Linked DNA regions of Danio rerio: all the other regions are linked to region 2. The links are chromatin contacts, called in public HiChIP or PLAC-seq and Micro-C maps. All regions are on one chromosome and are shown on one strand. Each heading gives the region's core, a stretch centred on a gene start, on an enhancer-like site or on the middle of the called end of the contact. The rest is flanking DNA. Distances are from core to core; before and after follow the strand shown.

What was found. A called contact is a pair of places that touch in the nucleus more often than the background predicts. HiChIP or PLAC-seq counts read pairs in DNA pulled down with a chosen protein or histone mark.
Region 1: a contact with region 2 is called in an H3K4me3 HiChIP or PLAC-seq map of embryo, with 6 times the contacts expected there. The contact joins the promoter of pdpk1a here to the promoter of unkl in region 2.
Region 3: a Micro-C map of caudal fin shows a contact between it and region 2, with 2.9 times the contacts expected there. The contact joins the promoter of il21r.1 here to the promoter of unkl in region 2. A contact is called at or near these places in 1 of 18 Hi-C or Micro-C datasets (caudal fin) and 1 of 4 datasets of contacts at active chromatin or transcription factors (embryo).

Annotation. Positions count from the first base shown.
Region 1 is chr3:44,446,559-44,450,768 of GRCz12tu, forward strand. pdpk1a (3-phosphoinositide dependent protein kinase 1a) reads right to left here and starts at 2,153. Exons shown (of 13, transcript NM_001077344.1): 1 at 1,819-2,153. The coding sequence starts at 2,088.
Region 2 is chr3:44,927,705-44,931,543 of GRCz12tu, forward strand. unkl (unk like zinc finger) reads left to right here and starts at 2,378. Exons shown (of 15, transcript XM_005164232.6): 1 at 2,378-2,450; 2 at 3,330-3,539. The coding sequence starts at 2,386. h3f3a (H3 histone, family 3A) reads right to left here and starts at 1,698. Exons shown (of 4, transcript NM_212996.1): 1 at 1,653-1,698; 2 at 662-802; 3 at 422-575; 4 at 1-326. The coding sequence starts at 789. The coding sequence ends at 198.
Region 3 is chr3:44,510,437-44,514,720 of GRCz12tu, forward strand. il21r.1 (interleukin 21 receptor, tandem duplicate 1) reads right to left here and starts at 1,398. Exons shown (of 8, transcript NM_001113510.2): 1 at 1,244-1,398; 2 at 260-383. The coding sequence starts at 362.

The sequences.
Region 1 (4,210 bases), core at 903-3,402, 480 kb before region 2:
AGACCATAGTTAATTAAACTTTTATAAATAATTTAAAACCTGGGCTACTGAAACTCAAATGCGCAAATATTCCAACAAATCAATGAAACCAATGTAACAACAGCAAATAAAATTCTAAAACATCTGTCACAATACTATACTATACTATACTATACGGTCACACTTTACAATAAGGTTCATTAGTTAATGTTAATTAATGCATTTACTAACATGAACAAATAATGAACAGCATATCTACTACAGTATTTGTTCATGTTAGTTAACGTTCGTTAAAGAAAATACAGTAGTTCATTATTAGTTCATGTTAACTCATGGTGCATTAACTAATGTTAACAAGCACAGACTTGAATGTTAATAATGCATTAGTAAATGTTCAATTAGGATTAATAAATGCTGTACATGTGTTGTTCATGATTAGTTCATGTTAGTAAATGCATTAACTAATGAACCTTATTGTAAAGTGTTACCTACTATACTATATTATACTATACTATATTATACTATACTATACTATACTATACTATACTATACTATACTATACTATACTATACTATACTATACATTTGTCAAAATATTAGCTATACCACACATATTAATGTTTTTATCGAATTAATTTTTGATACCAAGGCCACTGAAACTTAAAATGTATGAACAAACAAAAGATTTGCCCAAATGCTATATTTAATTCACATATTATTGATTTTTTAACTTTTAATTGCAAGATAATTTGTTAATTAAACTACCAAACATATCTGTTCACTGACTATACTTAATACTATACTATACTATACTATACTATACTATACTATACTATACTGCACATATGTCCAAATACTATATTTAGACCATAAATAATCAGTCACGGATGATTTCATTATATGAATTAAATGCAAGGTCAACACTGCACAACATTTTGAACATGCTCGAAAACTCACAAAAGTTTGCACACACACACCAGAATTGGAAAAAAATGTATGTTTGATATGGGTTTCAGAAGAGGGTGTGGCGAAAGGGCTCGACAGCACCACTTATAAACAATCAACGAAGTGGCCCATGAGACAAATCAATTTCTAGGGCTACTGAAACTTAAAAGTGTTCGTTTAATCCCAACATATCGATGAAACCAAAGTAACAACAGCAAATCAACTACCAGAATGTCACTTTACTATACTGTACTGTACTTTACTACACTATACTATACTGTACTTTACTGTACATCTGTCCAAATATTATATTTAGACCATAAATAATCAATCACAGATGATTTCATTATATTAATTAAATGCGAGGTCCCTTTCATTGCTGCTTGCAGCTTTAATTATTTTTGTTTGTTCTGAAATAAATCAAATTTTGAGAGTCTGAACATGCAAAGAAACTCATAAAAGTTTGCACACACACCAGAAGTGGCAAAAATTTACGTTTGATATGGGGTTCAGAAGTGGGTGTGGCAAACAGGCTCATTATATACTATACTATACTATACTATACTATACTATACTATACTATACTATACTATACTATACTATACTATACATCTGTCTAAATACTATATTTACAGCATAAATAATTAATCATAGATGATTTAATTACATCAATTAAATGCGAGGTCCCTTTCATTGCTGCTTGCAGCATTAATTATTATTATTTTGTTCTGGAAAGAATCACATTTTTGAGAGTCTGAACAAATAAATGAAACCAAACTTACAACAGCAAATCAACTACTAATAATAGCTGTCAGTTTACAATACATCTCTCCATGTATGTTTTTGTTTCATAATATCTGCTACCTGGGCTATTGAAAACAGCAAAATCACCCACCGTTGAAAAGGAGCCCTCTCCTAAAATTTTGCCAAAGCTGAAGTCCTCCTTCTTGAATGATTGCGGAGGCTTGAGAGCAGGCGTGCTGGACTCCCCCCCACGGACCTCCATGCCGAGATGCTGAGGAAGCCTGGAGTTCAGCTGAGTCCTTACCATTGATGAAGAAGCACAGGAACGCAACGCCACGCTAGGCTGGATGAGAGCAGCATCGTACTGAACGAGCAAAACACACACACACACACAAAGCAAACATGACACAGAGTCAGACATGCGGGTGCGTGTGCAATGAGGAACCAAACCACCTTAGAAGCAGTAAAACCAGCAGCTGATAAAGTACAGTAGAGCTTCCGCAGAGGGGAGGGCTGTTTGTGTTCAGCCAGGATTACGAGTACTCAAATTCATTCACTCAGACCTGCCTTTGTTTACGCTGCAGAGAGCGCAAAATATTTACCCTGTCGAAGTGACAAAAACATCTTTTTTTTTTTCTTTTTGTGCACAACAGTTTCAGTTAAGTGTAACCACAATTCTGAAGCTAACCACATGTACAGTAGCTGAATGAAAATGTTGAGGTGAGGGACTGTTTAAAGGTGCACCACTTGTTAAAATACTTGAATAAAGATGAATTGAAAGTTATATTCAGAATTGAGATTTGTTATACAGTGCTCAGCATATACGAGTACACCGCTCACAAATATGTCTTTTAAATTCACATTTTTAATAGGAAGATATACAATATTATATCTCTGTATATACATTAGTCAGTACTGGAGCCAAATCTGGAGCTTATCTAGCAAAATAACTTACAATAACGGTCCAAAAAATAGTACAGCCAAATTTATATATTATAGAAAAATATTAAATACAAATTTTAAAAAGAGGAAATATCAAGAGAATAAAAAAAAAATATTTAAAATTTAGTTGATTTTTTTTTTGCAATATTAAGCATGAATTTAATTATATTATATTTTAATTTCTAAATATGTTCATTAAATATTAAATGAATAATTAATGATTGATAAAATATTATTTTAATAAATATATCCGTTTTATACATCTGTTTTGTTTAAATGCCCCAAAAATGCATTGTCAATTTCACAGAAAAATAGAGAAAAATATATTTTTTTCAAAAAGGGATGTTTCCCAGAGATGGGTTGCAGCTGGAAGGGCATCTGCTGCGTAAAAACTTGCTGGATAAGTTGGCGGTTCATTCCGCTGTGGCGACCCCGGATAAATAAAGGGATTAAGCCGTCAAGAAAATGAATGAATGAATGAAAACTGGGTGTACTCAATTATGCTAAGCACTTTACAGGGTTAATAAGAATAATAAAGGGGTTTTATCACCATCTATGATACAATAAAGAACTTTTAACATCAAACATGTCAATGAACAATAGGTACTTGTTATTAAATGTCCTCCAGATTTTTTAAAATATTTTTTTTTACAAATTAAGTTTCTTTATGCCTTTTTTTCCCTTTGCCCCAATAAAAGTGGTTGCTTAAAAAACACTATTCCCCCTTGATTAAAACAGGGTTTCTTTCAAAATAATTGTTAACCAAAAAAGATTGAATGGAACCTTTTTGTTTAACAACAACAATAACAACAACAAAACCTCAAGAGTGAAAAAAAATAAAAATTAAGGGAATGAAAAATGGCTTATAATAAAATAAAAATACACTTAAAAATTAACAATCACTGTTGCCTCACAGCAAGAAGGTCGGTGTTTCGAGTCAGTGTACTCAATTACGCTAAGCAATTTAAGTAGCCTAGCTGTTTTTTCTGCAACACTATATTACAAAGTATTTTATGTTCAATTCAATTCACACACATTATATATATAGCAGCACACAAAAACACATTATATTATATATAAACAGCACAAAAACATGTCTAATGTGTTAATAAGACCCTAAGTGTCATTTAAAATACAATGTATTTATGTATCACCTGAATGCTGAATTAACAAGCTTTTTAGAACTGAAGGTTTAAAAAACATAATCAAAAGAATCTACGAACTTCTTTGCAATGTATATTACTTCACTTATTATTCCTGTAATTGTTATTAAATTAAAGGAAAATCAATCATTGTGATTCACAATGTATCTTGGCAAAAAAAAAAAAAAAAAAAAAAAAACCTAGAGCAGGTTCACACATTAGTATTACCACAATGTTGACATATTAGGCTGCAAAAATGGTTACCTTAACAGCTACAATACCAAAACATACATTGTTGTATAAATAAATATTCAGAGTAAACAACCGTTTCATACCATTTATTGAAAACCTCTTGACTCAAAGTAGGTTTGTCTTAATAACTTGATATTTAGCATTAAAAAAAAATCTATGTCCTTATGGAGTAACAAAATGGAATATTTTTTATTTATTTATTTTTTT
Region 2 (3,839 bases), core at 1,128-3,627:
AAGAAAAAGGAAGAGATAAATACTAAGCATGCAACTAAAGCTGCCTTACAATGAGCACTACAAATGTAAATCTAGACACACTCACTTTAAAAACCTGAGTCTGTAAGGAATGCTTTACAAAATGACTCCAATGTACAAATCCATTGCTTTTACTTATGAGTGTTTCTCTTTAAAAGTTGAAATAAAAAAAGTAAAAATTAAGCCCTCTCTCCTCTGATTCGCCTTGCAAGCTGGATATCCTTGGGCATGATTGTTACTCTCTTGGCATGAATGGCGCACAAGTTGGTGTCCTCAAATAGACCGACAAGGTAGGCCTCACTTGCTTCCTGTTGAAATAAAATAAATAAGACATTAATCGTATTTAACCTCCTATATACATTCCTATAAAGTTATATTTATATTCATTACAATATAATCTCACCTGAAGAGCGCCAATAGCAGCACTCTGGAACCTCAGGTCAGTTTTGAAATCCTGTGCGATTTCTCTGACCAGACGCTGAAACGGCAACTTGCGGATGAGCAACTCTGTTGACTTCTGATAACGACGAATTTCTCTCAGAGCAACAGTTCCGGGCCTGAAATGTAAAAATTTAAACGTGTAAAACAGAAGATAGACATCTTTGTGTCTGTTAATGTCACTCAGCGCGTCTCATTCGCTCACCTGTATCTGTGAGGCTTCTTCACTCCTCCAGTAGAGGGCGCGCTTTTCCTGGCGGCTTTAGTTGCCAGCTGTTTTCTTGGCGCCTTTCCTCCAGTGGATTTACGCGCGGTCTGCTTAGTACGGGCCATTGTTTTTCAATTTCTAGGTGAAAAACACAAAAATGTTATAAATGCATTCATTTGAGGTTAAAAAAGAAAAACAGCAGTGGACTTAAAATGGCGGCATCATCCGGGTATTACAGACTGCTTGCACCACTTCCGCTAAGATGCAGCTACATAAATCATACAAATTACCATATTCTAATATTGTGCAAAGTAAATTGAAACCAGTAATAAAAGGTTGAAATTATTATACATCAGCTAAACTTCATGCACGTGTCCTAAAATAAAACAAACGCTACTGAAATAGATTTGCGCCAAAACACGAGCGGTTATATTCGGTCAACCTCTCCGGCATCAGCCTCCATCTGCAGCAGAGAAACAGTTTCCCTCTCAAACCTCAACACAACACCAAGCACACTTTCAAAGGGAATAGCAAAGATTAGCTGACTTAGAAACGGCGGGAAAATGCGCAGAGGCACAAGGGAGAGTTATTTGAATGCAGCAACAATGCAACAACCGGCAACTCGACCCCGTCAAGAACAAGCTGAACAAACCATTGTCCAAAATGGCGGGCAAAAACGTAGATTGATAAAGCAGCACATAATTACCACATACCACATGCGATACAAGGCTACGAGGACAAAAAGCCATACACGTGATAATAAAAATTCCATACATTATTCAATTAAGTATTACTGAGATATCCACAACATTAATCTAAGCTAATAATAAATTAGCCAGAAAAATATCTGTCATTAAGCACGAGAACCCAAAAATCCGACCAGCTCTGCAAATAACTCGAAGATTAGTTGAAAGTTAGCTTTCCTGTAAGTACTACTATTACTGTCTTTTACCATAATTTCTACCAAAATAAAATACAGCTTACTTACACAAACCTCTTTGTACCACGATCTTCTACTCGGCGGATCTTGTATTTGAAATATGAGGGCTGGGCTTCTATTTATATATTTCTGAGGCTTGTCCCTTAGATACGCCCACGTGTGACGTTTCTGTTTCTCATTGGTGCAACGCAACACAGCTCCCCCTCTGATGTTTCGCTTCATCTGCATTGTTTACCTTTCAGAATAGTGCAATTTAGCTTTATTGTATAAAATACAACTTTGAATATTTCATATGCCCTGAAAAAATAAGTGTAATAATTATTACCACTGAAATTCTTTTCGAAAAATTATTTCGAAATTCACAATTCTTGGCAGATGTTTAATACACATTACGTTATATGTTCACATTAAAATTCAAAACGTAAGGAAATAAAAAGAACTATAAACACAGCCGCTACATTAAACTACACGACACTCAAATAAATTTAAAATGATTCGGGGAAATTAAAAAGCGTACATTAATTACAGATACGCAAATACTTTTTTTGTTTTATTGTGTTTTTCCTATGCTTGTTCGAACGTCGTGTAACTGCAAGCAAATAAGCGTGTGGTTATTGTGTGAGGATGAGGAATCGTGTTACAGCAGTGGTGCTATGCAGCATGGCCATTGTCTTTTATTTGTTTGTCCCGCCAGTTGCTCATATTGGCCTTGCAGCGGCGCGCGAGAGCATGAGTAGACGAGAGGGTCCCCGCGCACGCGCTATTATTGTTTTGACTGAAAATGCCGTCGGTTTCGAAAACGGCGGCGAGCGCTTCTCCTCAAACCGAGAAACCAACCCACTATACGTAAGTAAACATTAAACGGACTAAATTACATTTCTGCGCAACGCGATGACTATTCGACAGTCGCCTGTCGGGTTTATAATCGTAAGGCGTGCTGTTTCCTCTCCCTCTGTGCGTTTTAAAATGGTGCTTTTCCTTTTGTAAATTCTTCCGAATGCACGCGGCTCTCAAATCTCAATGTTGATCAAATCAACAATCTCATCTCCGCTAAACGCGGACTTATTTTCCGTTTTAATGCTTTGCGCGCGCTATGTGCATTGTAAAACTTAAGAAAGTGCTCTTTGCTTATTTGGCCAATGTCTGCTTGTGTGAGAGCTCGAAGACATGTACACTGCACAGCAGTAAAGCGAGCGAGTTGAGACGCTCGCTAGATGTAGCTAGCAGGCTGGTTTGTTAGCTGCATCCGCCTCCTTCCTCGGCCCGTGTTTCTTGCTCTACGTTCTTTTCGCGGCGTACGCACCATTGGTTTGAATGGAACGTACGTCGAAGATTTAACGTAACTCCGAACGCTAATCGCGGAGTACTTGGCGTAAGCTTCTAATGTTATGCTGGAGAGCCTCGATAAATGGCTCACGGTGGAATTTTAACACTACGAAACACAATTTGTTCCTGTGTAGATGTTCACAAACACATAAAACGATCATTGTATGTTTCTAGCTTCTGAACGCGTCGCGGAATGTTTATCTGGGGCTAGTTTTGTTGTGGAATGGCAGCGTGTAAGAAACTACGCAGTGAATACAGCCACAAACTTTGAACGTAGTTTGACATTCCTGCGTCCCATTCTGTCCATTCTGATTTGTTTACATCGGTCCGTAGTGGTGTTTGGCGCGGATGTGATTGATTATAAAGCGTTTGACCGTGCCTTTTCTGTCTGAATTCTAGATATTTGAAGGAGTTCAGGACCGAGCAGTGCCCACTGTTTTTGCAGCACAAATGCACACAGCATAGACCCTTTACATGTTTCCACTGGCATTTTCTAAACCAGCGAAGACGGAGACCCATACGGAGAAGAGACGGGACTTTTAATTACAGCCCAGATGTGTATTGCACGAAGTATGATGAAACAACAGGGATATGTCCCGACGGAGACGAGTAAGTTGCTTTATATATCATTTTTACACACAATGGTCACCTTTACGCGCCAACGCGCGCTGTGGACGTGCTTCTGTTTTGGTCGACAACGTGCTTGAGAAGAAGACGGTGTTTTTATCATTGTGGTTTCTGTAAGATCAGACTATTATAAACACATTTGACACGAGACATTGAGACTTTTCAGTAACCACGAGCATGTAGAAATGTTTTGACTCGTCTTTTTTGAGCAGCACACACCCTCTTTGTGAAATATGTAGCAGATGATTGCCTTGTAAACTCACTATGGTGTTTACTTTACGT
Region 3 (4,284 bases), core at 148-2,647, 420 kb before region 2:
AAAAAAATTAAAAACTGCTTTTATTCTAGCTGAAATAAAACAAATAAGACTTTCTCCAGAAGAAAAAAATATTATCAGACATGCTGTGAAAATTTCCTTACTCTGTTAAAAATCATTTGAGAAATATGTAAAAAAGAAAAACAAATTCAAAGGGGGCTAATAATTCTGACAAACTGTATATGTGATTATTATTAGAGGTTATTAGGATTATGCTTTGATTTTTTAGAAACCAAATGTGCTGCAATAGATGTAGACTTACAGCACTGTAGAAGTCCACAAACAACAAGCAAGAATGTGGCTCGCCATGAAGCCATCATGGAGGAAGAGGGAAAGAAACTGTGGTCAGCCCTGCTCAAATGCATTGTACAGAGGCCACATGCACACTGCAAGGAAAGTAAACACGTAATTTTAAAGCATTGGTTTGGTTCAAATAAGTGTGTCGGGTTTTATCATGTATAAATTAATAAGTCTAAATAATATTTTCAAATTAAATTTAATTCTATATTATGAGTAATTTAATACATCAACTTAACTCAAAAACAACATAAATACCCCCAAAAAATAATAATAATTAATTTACTCATTTTCCTTGAGCTTAGTCCCTTTATTCATCTGGGGTTGCCACAGTGGAATGAACCGCCAACTCATCAATCATATGTTTTACACAGCGGATGACTTTCCAGCTGCAACCCATCACTGGGAAACACCCATACACACTCATGCAAACACATACACTACGGACAATTTAGTTTATTTATTCACCTAACGCATGTCTTTGGATTGTGGGTAAAGCGGAGCACCCGGAGGAAATCCACATGAACAGGGAGAACATTCAAACTCCACACAGAAATGCCAACTGACCAGCGAACTTCTTGCTGTTATGCGACAGTCCTAACCACTGAGCCACAGTGTCACCATTAAATAATAATACATATGCAAGCTACATATACAGCCTAAACTAATATAAATATACAGATGTGGACAAAATCGTTGGGACCCTTTCATTAAAAAAAAAAAAAAAAAGCAACAGCGCTGAAATACCTTAAAAAAGTAATGAATAATCAAAAACGACTACAAAATATGCCTTTAAATTGTGGTTCAACTGAAGCGTTAATGAAGACAAACTGAAACTGCTCTGGACAAAAACAGTACCAGCATCTGTACATTCATACATACGCATACATTTTTGATTATTTTAGCTTAAAGTATCTTTTAAAATAAACAGAGAAGTCTTAAATCTTACCTTAATAATATTCCCATTGAACCAATTTACAAGAATGAATATCCAAAATGATCCAGTTTATAATCAAATAGCAGTTGTGCATAGCATGGTGACATTTACACTGTGTCAATCTGCCCATCTACACGCACAGTCAGAGAGCTTGTGAAGAAAGACTGAGTGGATGTGGTTGTGGTAAAGCAGGCGCATACTAGGCTCCGCCTCCATGAGACCAACTAAGGACTTTCCTGTTGTGTAGACGTGACTCTTCGGGGGCTTGATAAAAGAAAAATGCAGCGTCAAGATGTTCACATTTCAGATTACTGTAACATAGAAATGATGACCTGGCATGAAATTGAAACTATAAATAAAGTCAGTGATGATGTTTGTGATTTTATAATGCTGAAATAAACAAACTATTACAAAAATATTAGCCCTCCTGTGATTTTCCCTTTCTTTTTCATATATTTCCTAAATTATGTTTAACAGCGGAAGACAATTTCACAGTATTTCCCATTATATTCTTTCTTCTGGAGAAAGAGTTGTGTTTTATTTGGCTAGAATGAAAGATGCTTTAATTTTTGAACCATTTTTGGTCAATATTATTAGCCCCCTTAAGCAATGTTATATTTTTTGATTGTCTACAGAAGGGGTTCCCGAACTTTTCAGCCCACGACCCCTAAAATAACAATGTTAGTGACTTGTGACCCCCAAAATCCTCTTAGGTGGTTATAAATATGCAAGCGTTGCACATACAACAATAGGAACTACAAAACATTAGCATATTGACAACAGAAACAAGTCTATTCTTGGTTTAATTTTGGAGACTGCTATAATCAGAGATCATCCTCAATGTTCAGTTGTGGTCTGTATTAATATTTAATGTATTTGACTGCCATAAAGGTGTCAGAGAGTTTACCCTGGTGCTATAATATCAATTTGCTGCAGCTGACGCTATTGCTGAGTTGTTAATCTAACGTAAACACACTAATCTTGTGAAAAAAAGTAATTTAAGGGCTGACGGATTTTCATTTGCATGTTGTTGCTTTTTTCTACTATTTTATCTTCTGTGGGTTATGGATAAAATAAAGTGATTCTTATAGTTTAAGAAAACTGTTTGACTTTTGGAAATCACCAAGCGACCCGGTCAATGTCCCGCAACCCTCCAGAGCGTCCCGACCCCCACTTTGCGAACCAGTTGGCTGCGTCCGAAACCGCCTACTACTCATTAGGTACTGCATTTGAATTTAAACTTACTACTCAGCCGTTAGAAAAGTATGTTCTATAAAGTATGAATGTGAAAAGTACGAATGGAAGTCGGACGTACTACACCTGCCATTTTGTCATGGTCATGTGACCTACCTGCGTCATTTGCACTGCTTCACTTCCATTCATAAATTGGCTTGCGGGGCATCATAGGATAGAGCAGCGTGCATGGAATGCGCACTTCAGAATCTCGCTGGAAGTTATAAGTCATCCGGATACTTCTCGCATACTGATTTTCGAATTCTATGAATTCGGACATACTACTCGGCTTGCATACTGATTTTAGCTTACTGTATAGTATGGAAGTATGCAGTTTCGGACAATATTATCTGGATGCAGCCTTTATGATGCAGGCTGAGATTGCATCACTCAGCGATGCAATGTCAGACACAATGCACTCAATGGAGTGAGTGACGTCAGTGTGACCGGTAGGGTTAGGGGTGGCGTTAGGTGAGCACATTAAAAAGCATTGGATGCAGCTCACATTGCACTGTACCGAGTCTGCAGCCAGACCCCTCTTTTTTTCGGTTCTTCTTCTTGGTTTTATGGAGCGTTGTGAACCAACTTTAGAGGTGCATATCATCACCTACTGTGATGGAGTGTGAAAAGACTGAACTTTAATTTCTATTATAAGAATTAAAAGTTCTATTTTATAATCCACTATAATTGAATCTTATAATTGCCTTAATTTGTCTCCCTGAATTTAAACCATCTTTTAAAAAACCTTTTATTAAGAAATCCTGATATCCTAAGGTATGCAATTCCTCTTTAAGATTTCTCTTTTCATTTTTATATGCTTTGCATGGAACCACTGGTCTACAGAACAAACTACATGACCTCACATGGGTTCCTGGTTGCAAAAAAAAGACCGGTTGCAACAGCAAAAATGGATGGCGAATTTGAAAAATAGAAAACATAGCTTTTACCGTACACCACACTGCTTTTAATGCCAACCACAGACGTCTTTGACTAAAAGGGAGCTGAATGGAGTGAGGACCCAATTAAAAATGCTTGCCTCTGCAGTTCTCATTTGAAATCAGGTAAGTTCACGCTATGCTAAATCATACACATTACTCTCTGCTGAGTGCAGCAATGATTTCTGCAAAAACACTTAAACATGGTGAATTAAACTGCGGACACTGAATGCTAAGAATGAAATGTAAAAATGTACGTTCACATGCCCTGCCCCACAGGTGCAGTTCACTGTAAGAATGCAGTTCGTTTGCTTGCTGATGATTGTCCAGGCCTTGTACAGTTCCGACTTCTTTCCTTGTCTTTGGCTAGGCAGAACCTCGGTTTTTAGCACTACAAAGTTTTGAATCTGGTAATCATGGAAGATTATTTATTTCGCATGACCACACAGAACAACATTGTTAGCATCCAAAGACTTGTAGGCCTTTAACTTCTTTCTTGTAAAATTACTTGGAGCTTCAATGAGATTGTATATTTCGGGCAGGATGCTTGGCCATTTTGTCTTATCCAATATTCATTGGAAGGGTGCTATCCCAAATGAACCTATCAGACAAAAGCCACTCACTTTAACATTAATTTTACCGAATAACTGTGCTTATCACTTGGTGACAAGCTGTTATAATGGGCTGAAAGCATTATGTAAATTATATATATATATATATATATATATATATATATATATATATATATATATATATATATATATATATTATGTAATCAATATAACATCTCTACAACAAAAAACTCTGTAGCGCATCGGATGTCATTCCCTCGCTGTAAATGCTAGCGCTCCCATTTTTTTTTTTTTCTGCAACCTCGCTGCGCGC